Regions from separate parts of the Mus musculus genome. Here region 2 is linked to region 1. The links are chromatin contacts, called in public Hi-C maps. All regions are on one chromosome and are shown on one strand. The core of a region is the stretch at or near the end of the contact, and the rest is flanking DNA. Distances in the headings are between cores, read along the strand shown.

Evidence for each region. A called contact is a pair of places that touch in the nucleus more often than the background predicts.
Region 2: a Hi-C map of cerebral cortex shows a contact between it and region 1, with 2.6 times the contacts expected there. The contact joins two enhancer-like sites. A contact is called at or near these places in 1 of 39 promoter capture datasets (hippocampal neurons) and 5 of 484 Hi-C or Micro-C datasets (cerebellar granule neurons, cerebellum, cerebral cortex and 2 more).

The regions. Positions count from the first base shown.
Region 1 is chr14:72,289,174-72,294,745 of GRCm38.p6, forward strand. No RefSeq gene overlaps it. Among named protein-coding and RNA genes, the nearest start is that of Gm41205, 110 kb to the left of the region's middle. Within about 2 kb of position 3,703, at least 14 of the 459 cell types and tissues checked have an H3K27ac peak or open chromatin away from gene starts, as enhancers often do. A contact at or near this core is called in cerebral cortex, where this site is marked.
Region 2 is chr14:72,369,508-72,374,699 of GRCm38.p6, forward strand. No RefSeq gene overlaps it. Among named protein-coding and RNA genes, the nearest start is that of Gm9195, 90 kb to the right of the region's middle. Within about 2 kb of position 2,599, at least 2 of the 459 cell types and tissues checked have an H3K27ac peak or open chromatin away from gene starts, as enhancers often do. A contact at or near this core is called in cerebral cortex, where this site is marked.

The DNA.
Region 1 (5,572 bases), core at 2,453-4,952:
TATGAATACTAAAGTCTTAAAGCTTGCTTCTTATCTACCTTGTTTACATTGGTAATCCAATAAATTTGTGGCTAAGATTTCAAAACTCCTAAGATGTTGTACACTCTCTTCTCCCCTGAGTCCCAGCCTGGGGTATCTAATTTCTTACTCAGCATCTCCATTTGCATCCCCCAAACCAGTGCTCTGAATGGTCTGTCTCTCAGGACCACATTCCTCCCTCATTCCTGCTGGTCCTCATTTTGGTAAATAGCACACTACCACCCAGGTTGCTCCAGCCACTTGGTGTCATGGTTTTCTTCTCTTTACCTCATGTCCCACTTCCAGTCCTTCTCAGCTCCAGCCACATTCCCTCTTTCACCCAGTCTCATGGATTTTATGACTGTCATCTCTATTCTGCTCCTTCCTGATTCTTCTCCTCAACCACTTATGTCTACCAGTGAGTATCCAAAATGGTCCAATCTTTTAAAACATTTGACTCAATCTCATTATTGTCCTTGTTCAAACACTTCATCATGTCACATGAAATGCCAAAGCATCAGTGGATATCAAGGCTCATGAAGACCCAGCTCTGGTGTCTTTCTAATGTGTCCTCTATCAATTTCCCATTGCCTATCTACTCTCTCCTATCCAGCCCTCTGCCTGATGTTCCTCAAACCCACCATGATTTTTCCACCCAAGACCTTGGTGACCCCGCTTCCCTTTGTCCTTGCACTGGATTCTTCTCTTCACTTGTGATTGGTTCACTGTCATCCCTCTGTAACCATTCTACCTACTTGATGCATTCCTCCATTGCATTTTCTCTGACCTTTGTCCTCTCTAGTCCTTAGCACTGATGTGAGGAGTCTGACTCCCTGACTTTGGCAATGAAGGGGAGCATCCATTTCTGTGCTTCAGTTTCCTCATCTGTAAGCTGAACAGGAGCAGTAGTTTTCCTTGCACAGCCTACATGACATACTTAGAAAAGAACAAGGTGGAATGCAGGGACCTCTCTATTACCTGGGTCAGATTCTGTAGGGCCACTGTCTGTCTTCCTGTGAGGTCAGAGGCTCTGTGCTCTCCATCCATTCGAAGATTACCCACACATGAAGTGCAAAGGCACTATGGTGTGGGTGTCTCAACAGTGTAAATACCACAAGTTCCTTTCTGTGCTCCTAGGTACCTAATCATATGTAACTTATTCATTGTAATTCCATCCTCCCTCCATCCCAAGGTTACTTCATAGTTAGGCTAATCAATCCTTAATTGATGACCTCTGGGTCTCAAGTAGCTCTTCTCTTTCAGTACCAATCAATATAAGATAAAGAACCTGATAGTTAAAGATCCTTGACTTGAAAATAATTTCTCTCTAATTTGTCTGTGCAGAAAAAGTTTAATCTCCATCTACTAAATTTACATAAAATAGATTATGCCATCATTTGAGCTAATATTATGTCACTGAGAGTAAATGTCACACTTAAAATGATCACTTGTTAGTTCCTGGTGTTTGTTGACTTCAAGTCCCAATTATTATCATTAATAATAATGCCTAATATAGCACTGAGTGCATACAAAAGCTGTCTCTACCATTGGTTATTTTTGTCATCTTCATTACTACTCTAAAAGTCAGAAAGACGGGTTCTTGTCCTATACAATCCAAAGAGAGAAGGAGGGTCCTGATAAATCGTCTGTCCCAGAAAAGAAAGATCTGTAGCAATTGACTCCAAATGAAATTCCCCAAGGTCAGGAGCTGGAGAGGAAAGCACGGTGAACTGTCTCTCAAGCTCACTGTCATTCTTGTAGAGCTTGCTGTTCTCTTTCACAGTGGCAAACAGACAGAAGATGCTACACTCTGAAGAGATTCCTTATGACAATCTACCCACCAGCCTCTCTGTCTCTCTGCCTGCTAAGCCTGATTCTGAGCTGAAGTCATACAAGATATCCTACGAGACAAAGCCCCTCAAATCCCAGGGAAGTCACACAAAAAAGTTTCACTTGTGACAATGGTAGTACAAGGGCACAGGTTGCTTTCACTAGGGCTCTGTCATCTGCAGTGTGTGGAAGGTTGTCACAGAAGACGGAGAAGAAGCAGGGACTTGTGGGTGAGAGGCTGTTCCTAGCCAGGCGTATAACGATAGCACACTTGGCTTCCCCATCACATCTCATAGACAAACACACTGTCACTAAACCACCTTAAACTACAGAGGGGCCAGGAAATGTAGTCCGGAAACATTGATCCCATCCAGGAAATCAGTGAAGGAGCTTGGTGCCAGCAGCTCTGCCCGCCAGCAGCAAACAGAGGCCAACAGCCGCAGTTGTGACCTTAGGGCTGTATTTGCAGGTACACCGTGTGCTGTCCTCATTTTCTCCTTCATCCTAGCCCTCATTACCTACAAGGTTTCATATATAATTTTGTGTTGTCCTGAACTTTTATTCCCTGGGTCATGGACAAGCAGAGTAGGAGAATCAAAAGCATTCACCAACAGATGTTCAGGTGAAAGAGCGTCTAAGAGGAGGAGCTATTAGTGCTCGTTGAGTATGTCTTGTCTGAAATACTCAAAATCATAAAGATTGAAGAGGTTTTTTTCTTTTCATTTTTTGAGATTTGAAAATATTTGCATAGACTTTACCAGCTAAGCAGCATCCATAATCCTGAAGTGTGAAATCTCAAATGTTCTAAAATCCAGAAAAATTTTGAACATCATGTCAACATTCAAAATTTCTGGGATTTGAGATGCTCATCTTGTTACAGAAAACAGGAAGTTATCCTGTGAATTGCTGTAGTGGTTTGAATGAGAATGGCCCATTTGGGGCTAATTACCCTGGGTTTTGAAGTTCTAAGGCATGAGGAGTAAAAAAACAATGCCCTGAGAGACAAGTGTACTCAGCTTGTTCAGACTGCCATTGCATCATTGACAAAGGAAGGGACCTCTCTGCCCAGCTCCTGCACACCCAGGCCTGGTTGGCATGCGGAAGACTGTTGTTTGGGGCCAGCTGTTTGATCATGCTTTGATCAATATCAGTAATGTGAATTCAAATTAATGTGACCACAAAATCCCACCAGCTCAACAAAAACGCAATTGTCCATGCTTTACTGTAAGTACCACTGTGACTATAACTGCTGGTTTCCTGTCTTCATACCCATAAGGTCATGAAGCTTGTCTTACTCATGCTCTGCCTAATTGGGGTTCAGTAAATGCTTATCCACTGACAGCTGGCCTATTCTTTTGCCAGCTACCCAAGTATTCCCTTCTATCTGCTTGAGCTGATTCCAGAGAAACCCAGGATCAGGCTTCTACTAGGCCCACTCTTTGTGTCCATTAAGGTGTGACTCTGTTCGGAGATTGCGTTTGTATCTCTAAATTCTGTGTGTCCTTGCCCTACCTGGCACCTAACCTCACTGTCTTCTTTACATGCAACTCAGACCCTTTGTGCATTCTGCCGTGTATGCATGCACAGCGGGGACCCATGTAACTGGGCCTGAGCAACAGGCATGAGATTTGGCTGGAGCAGCAATGGTGTCTAGCTATAACCCTGTGTTGAGATAAAGGATGGTTCAGGAGTTCCTTAGGCACTGTCAAATAAGTGTATCAGCAGAATGGGAAGTGGCAGAGGGCAAAGTCTGCCTGTGTAATTCCCAGCAAGTGATCACATCTCCTATGCTCTGCTGAGCTACTGAACAAAGCAGCCTTTAGATAAGCAGTGCTCAGTGTGGGTGGCTCCCAGCCAGCCTTCAAGAGGAGCAGACTGCTCCACACACTCACCAATGAAGCTGACCTCCCTGGAGGGGTCCTCTGCTGGCCTCGGTGTCCTTGAGGCTCCTGCTAGTATCTGTTCCGCATTCACTGAACACCAAGGCCATGCACTATGGATAAAAAAAAAAAAAAAATACCACCATCCCCGCTGCCAATTACCTACCAGTCCTGAGCCAGAGTTGAGAGTTCCCTTAAACAACAGAAGGATCACATTCCTGTTCAGCAACCTGCCATAGCTTCCCACTCACCGTCACTAACTCATGCTGACTTCCAAGCAACCATCCCTGACCGGGACCCCAGATCGCTCCCTCTTTGCGGGTAAAATGTCCTCATTGTGCCAGCTCATGCTCCCCCTTCTCTTTGCCAGGTAAGCTATGAGTTTTTAATTTAAACCCTGCAGGAACAAGCTCACGGCCCATTAGCCCAGTGAGCTCCTTCTTTTTCTGAAGTCTGGTCCCACCAACAGTATGCTGCAGCCTTCCACTACAGCATTCTCTTAATCTCTCCTTGTGCCTCTTTCCATCCCTGTCCCTCTCCCCACTCCCCCCCCACGCCCACCCCCCACACACACACTCAAGGTTTTGAAGAATAAAGACTGTGTAAACTTCATTCTGTGCATGAGTCACTGGCAAGACCTTCTTGATACAGGCTTTTCCCAGCAGTCAAGCAAACTCCTCCGAATAGCTTATGCCAGTCTCAGCACTGTGCCCTTCCCTTAGTGACCATAGATAATCCCTGACATGAGGAGAAACTACATGCCCATCCTCAGAGCCTACTGAGGAAACAGGAGGTCACACCTGGGCACATTAGTAACCAGGTGTGTTCATATCCAGTCTGAGGCTCTTACCTCAGCTGGCCAGGGGTGTGAAGAGGAGCTAAGGACCCTGGAGGGTGGCAATGTCGACATCTGCTCTTCTATGAGAGGTGGCCTTGCAGCCACTACGACTTACCCCATGAGCCAAAACAAACACCTACATCAGACCACACCTACATTTTCATTACAGGCCTCTTGCTCAACACCTTATCCTGGACCTGCCTTTCAGAGATTTACTATTTTGTATGTTAGACTATTGCCATCTAGTGGCCATCCATAATAGTTTCAACCCTCCCCCCCCCCCTTTTTGGTATGTTTTCTATGCATATGAGCATTTTGCCTGTATGATGTGCACCACACGTGTGCCTGCCTCCCTCAGAAGTTATAATAGGGCATCAGATTCTTTGAAAAGTTACTAACAGTTGTGAGCCATCATATGTGGCCTGAGTCTCAAACCCAGGTCCTCTGCAAGAGCACTAAGCGCTCGGAGCCTACACCCTTGTCTCAAAGGGAGCCATCTCTACACCCTTGTCTCGAAGCCGCATAAATGCCCACTTGTACCAGGCGTGGTGGCGCATGCCTTAATCCCAGCACTCTGGAGGCAGAGGCAGGAGGATCTCTGAGTTCAAGGCCTGATCTTTAAATGGGGTTTTCAGGACAGCCAGGACTACCCAGAGAACCCCTGTCTTGAAAACCCAAACCAAACAAACAAAATCAAGTGACCGCGGCAGAGAGATTCCCTGTTCTCAGTCACGGACTTGAGTGCACTGACTTCACTCTCAGTAACACCCTGGGTGAAAGAGTTTCTGAAGAGCTCAAGAACAAGAACGGAAAGCATGGAGGGAAGAAAAACAAGGAAGAAGGGAGGGATGGGAGCCAGGGAATCTTGCAAACCCTAAATCTGTAGCTACAAAGGGATGTAGAAAACCTCGGCTGAAGGAAGGAAGAAGGAAGAGCAAAGGGAGTCTCGCAAACCAGGGATGAGGAAGTGGAGCAGGTGGCCTGAGGGGGAGAAAGGCAAGCCTGG
Region 2 (5,192 bases), core at 1,349-3,848, 79 kb after region 1:
TCACTGAGTTGGAAGCGTTTATTAGCCCCTCTCCTTTATCAGTTTTCTGTGAACTATCCGAAGGCAGGGGCTACGGCTACGTCCATTCGTCTTGGGTAGGTTTGTGCTCACAATCATTTAATGGTCCATTCCTTTCTTGATGCAAGAAAGCGCAGGGAGGCTGGGGGTGTGGCTCAGTTGCTACAGAAGTTGCCTGGTGTTTGTAAAGCCCTGGGTTTGATCCCTCGCAGGACAGGAACTGGTCGTGGTGATGCACACCTGTAGTCGCAATACTAGGGAGGTAAAGATGGGAGGACTAGGAAGAAAATCCCCAGACTCACGGCAGATGGAGAGAACTTCCTTTTGCACACTGTCCTATGACCGCTATACAAGTACTGTGGCGTACACAGCCACACACATGTATGAGAGAGAGAGAGAGAGAGAGAGAGAGAGAGAGAGAGAGAGAGAGACTCTCGTGTCAAGTAAGAACCAGCTATACAGTGGCAAAGAAGCCCAACAAGCCCCCAGCTATCCTGGAACTAACATGCCAGCGGGGGTGAGGACAGGAACAGTCAAGTAAATCAACAAGACTATGGGAACATCCTGAAGTCACTGGCACTGGGTTAAATGTAAGTGAGGATGCTGGGGAAACAGCACAAACATCTGGAAAGAGCATCAGGCAGAAGCAGCAAGTACAAGGGCCGGAACAAAGGCTGGTGGGAACTGGCTGCTCCTGATGTGGACAGAAGGCTAAGATGGCCGGACTTAGAGATGAAGGATCTGAGGCTACAGAGACAGAAGCTGAATGGCCCATAGACTGAATGAATGAAATGATAGATTCCTCCTCCTCTCCCTCCTCCCCTCCCTCCTCTTCCTCTCCCTCTTTCCCTCCCTCCTCCACCTCCTCTCTTCCTCCCCCTCCTCCCCTTCCTTCTTCTCTTTTTCCTCCTCTCCCTCCTTTCCGTCTTTCCCCTTCATCGTCCTCTCCTCTTTTGCTTCTTCTGCCTCACTCTCCTATTCTTTTTCTTCCTTCTCTGCTTCTTCTCCTATTCTTTTTCTCCCTCCTCTGTCTCCTCCTCCTCCTTTAATAAACAGGCTCTTATTGTGTAGCCCAACTTGGCCTCCAATTCACTATGTAGTTATGTAGCATGGTCTAATCTCAAACTCATAATCCTCCTGTCTCAGCATTGTGAATACTGTGAATATAGGCCTGAACAACCACAGCCAACTATTTTCCACTTCTGTTTCCTCTTGATTCAAAATACGACGACACAACATACCATTAGACCATCTTAACCAAGGGGATCAACACACATGATTAAATTCTTCTTCTTTTACAAGTCACTCCCCCCCCGCCCCCCACCCATTGGATCAGGGAGTTGAATGGAAACAGAAGACAATGCTGAAGACAATTTTCAAAGTCCAGACAAGAAATAGTGTGCAAAGCAAAAGAAGTAGAAAAGGGAGGAGAGCAGGCGCCAGCATGATTTCAGAAGCTTCTCTCAGTCCGCTGATAGATAGGGTGGAGTAACGCCATCAGAAATGACTCCTGGATTAACAAATAAGCCCAGTGCCTGGAACATAATAAGTGCTTGATGGATGGTTACTGAACAGCTAGATGAATGAGCATTAAACACCTCAACATCAGCTTTCCAACATAATTATGTGCCAGCGTGTCTGGTGCAGATAAATGCACTGGATCATCAAAAGGATGTCATCGAAGCCAGAGGTAAGAGTGCATGCCTGTCATTCTGGGTGTTCTAGAGGCTGGGAAAGAACAGCCATGTCTCAAGAGTTCTCATGAGTTCAAGACCAGCCTAAGCAACATAATGAGACACCGTCAGAGAGAGATGGGGAGAGAGGGATCTAGGAAGAGGGGAGATTTGAGCTTGGAAGCTTGGAAGCTTGGAAGCTGACTATCGCCAGGTTAGAGAAGCAAATGTGAAAGGAGATGATAGATCAGATCGCAAAAGCAAGCCTGGCTGCGCTGCTGTAGTGTTTGGGAAGAGATATTTTCGGTTTTGGTTTTGTTGTGTTCTGTTGTGTTGTGTTTGAGTGTGGTTTGGGGATGGGGTATGACGATGTAAACCATGACTCTACTGATTGGTAGGATTACTGTCACACTTGAGCCACCACATCGGGCTCAATCAGATTTAAGATTGGTTTCATTATTTGGGGGGAGGGGTTCTGCCTTGGTGGGAGGAGCCTGAGTTGTTTTGTTGTTGTTGTGTTTTGTCTTTTTTGGTTTGGTTTGGTTTGGTTTGGTTTGGTTTGGGGACAGGAAAGTGAAGAGAATTGCAAAGATGCCTGTGGTGGCAAAGCAGAAGAAAGGACAGAGAACTCACTCAGATCCCAGCTACAAGCAGGACTACTGGTCCTCCCAGATAACTGCCATGGGTGGGGCATCATCTAGGGAGCACCATCCTTAGCAGCCAGGGACCTGACCCCATTAGCGGGATGGCAGGAAGAGACTCCATTTGGACCCTCTTATCTTTCTTCGGCAGTTCAGTAAAACGACCAGCTGGCCACTAGAAGCAGGCTGGTGGTCACAGCCAAGAGCACATGCAGAATCCCACCGCAATCTCTCTACCGGAGATGCCTGGCCAGCGAATGACAGCAGCGCCCTCTGCTGGACACATACTGTCTTGCAGCCCACAAGGACATCGACTGTCTTCTGCAGCCAGATTAAGAGATGAGGGAGTTAGTTAGGCAGCCAGCCGGGGAGCCCCATAGAAAAGACAAGTTCTCGAAGGAAGCTGGAATTGTTCCTAATGAGGACCATCTGCTCAGAAGGCAGGTAATCTGAAATGTCTGAAATGTCTCACTCAGGCCGGCCTCCGTAGGGACGCCAGTTTTCCTGAAGGGGTCACACAGGAGCGCTTCTGCTCCCTTCGTTTTTATTTTTTTATTTTTGGGGTTTTCGATGGGCACAAGTAGCCGATATATTTCTCCTCACTTTAAGCTCTTGACCTGTGTTTTGCCTCAAACATATTGCGATTAGGTCGCATGCGCCCACGCACGCGCATGCACACACACCCACGCCCACGCAAGCCCTCACAAACGGACACTCCAGATCTGCATGCATGCATTCCATTCACACAGCAGATATTTATTGAGCACTTAGTATGGCTCAGACATGAGGTTAGCCCCTGGGAACACAGAGATAAATACATAAGGCTTTCCATGGAAGGTAGTTGTCTGTATATAGACTGCTCTATACAGTATGCTAGCAGGACCACAAGGAGGAGCCCATCCCAGGTTGAATCAGTTACAGGTAACTTATTGAAGTTAACACATTGCATCTAGATCTTGACAGAAACAAGGATGTGTCTCTGTCAAAAGTGATAAGAGGCCATTGAAATGGCTCGGTGAGTAAAATTGCTGGCCTGATGACCTGGGACCCATGCAGCAGAAAAAGAGAGCAAACGACTATAAATTGTCCTCTGGCCCTATTCCCATTATACACTCAAAGTCTTTTTTTTTTTTTTTCAATAGTGATTTTTATAGTTCCAGGAAGATACCAGCACTCAAGAGACAGAAGCAGGAGAACCATCATCAGCTATATAGGGAATCTGAGGCAGCCTAGTATACAAGAGGCCCTGGCCTCCCCTCCTTCCCCACCCCCCACCCCCCCACCCCCGCCCCACAACACACCAAGAAGCAGCAACCGCTCATGGGGGATGGCCGGTGTTGGGGGGATATCTTAAAGAAGTTTGGGGGCTGGAGGGATGGCTCAGCTGTTAAGAGTCTCTGCTGCTCACAGCCACCAGTAACTCCAGCTTCAGAGGATCCAACAACCTCTTCCAGCCTCTGAGGTCACCTGCACACACATGGTGTGCAAGCATGATCATGGGAAAGGCACGGGATTGTTAGAGGCACCTTTAGTGGCAGCAAGCGACAGTGCCAGGGGATCTGGAGAGAGCTGACTGCCGAAAGCCTTTGTTACAGAGTTTGTGGGGACCTGGGAGTCAGCTCAAGACACCCCAAGACCAAGTTCTCAGCATCCGTGAGATTTTTCCCTTGAGGTACAGAGGGCAGGGAATAAGAGACAGAGACAGGAGATAGAGAATGAGAGAGATTGGGAAGGGAACAGAGGAGGGGGGAGAAGAGGAAGGGGTATTTGTACCATGGGACAAAGGACTGTCTGTGGATAGAGAGGAGACAGACATGGCCCATACAAATATGGTGGTTTATAAAGGTACAAGGGGAAAGAAACCCCATGTTAGCACAAGGTGCTTAATTTTAATCAGGCATGTTAATAAGGTGAGCAGGGGGGGGGGGGACACACTTTTGACTGCTGAACCTCAGTAGTCAGCCTTAGGAGGAGGAAGTGGCCAAATAAGGGAATAGTCCTTAGAGGGAATGGGGAGAAGAGTAAGGTTTGCCATGCTCAAACTGGCCACAGTCCCTTTAGCTTGGGCTCAGGGGAAGGGCCCAGACTGTATCCATGGTACCTTAGAAAGAAGTTGTTACTGGATGGGCATGGTGGAGCTCAGAAGGCTGAGGCAAAAAGATTGAGAGACTCTGAGAACAGGCTGGGCTGCATAGGGAGTTTGAAGTCACTCTGAGCTATATAGCAAGACAAGGAACAGAGGGAGGGAGGGAGGGAGGGAGGGAGGGAGGGAGGGAGGGAGGGAGGGAGGGAGGGGAAGAAACTTCAGTGGGGATGAAGATCAGTACCAGAGTATGGGCCTAGCACACAGGAGATCCTGGGTTCCATTCCCTGCCCTGCAAAGAAGGGGTAGGGTAGGGGGGTAGATATTGACACTGATGACTGAGGGCCTGGAAATACCTATTTGTACCCAACGCTTTGCCATCTCTGGGATGTTTTCTAGAGAGTCAAACAAGCATCATCTCTACCTCTTCTTCTTCAAGCCCTAGACAAACCCAAGCAGTGAGCGAGCACTTTGTCTGAACTGTATGCCTTGGGCTGGAAGATCTTTATGTGACCTTCATTCCTCTCTAAACTGTCTTAGTCAGGGTTTCTATTCCTGCACAAGCATCATGACCAAGAAGCAAGTTGTGGAGGAAAGGGTTTATTCAGCTTACACTTCCATACTGCTGTTCATCACCAAAGGAAGTCAGGACTGGAACTCAAGCAGGTCAGAAAGCAGGAGCTGATGCAGAGGCCATGGAGGGATGTTCTTTACTGGCTTGCTTCCCCTGGCTTGCTCAGCTTGCTCTCTTATAGAACCCAAGACTACCAGCCCAGA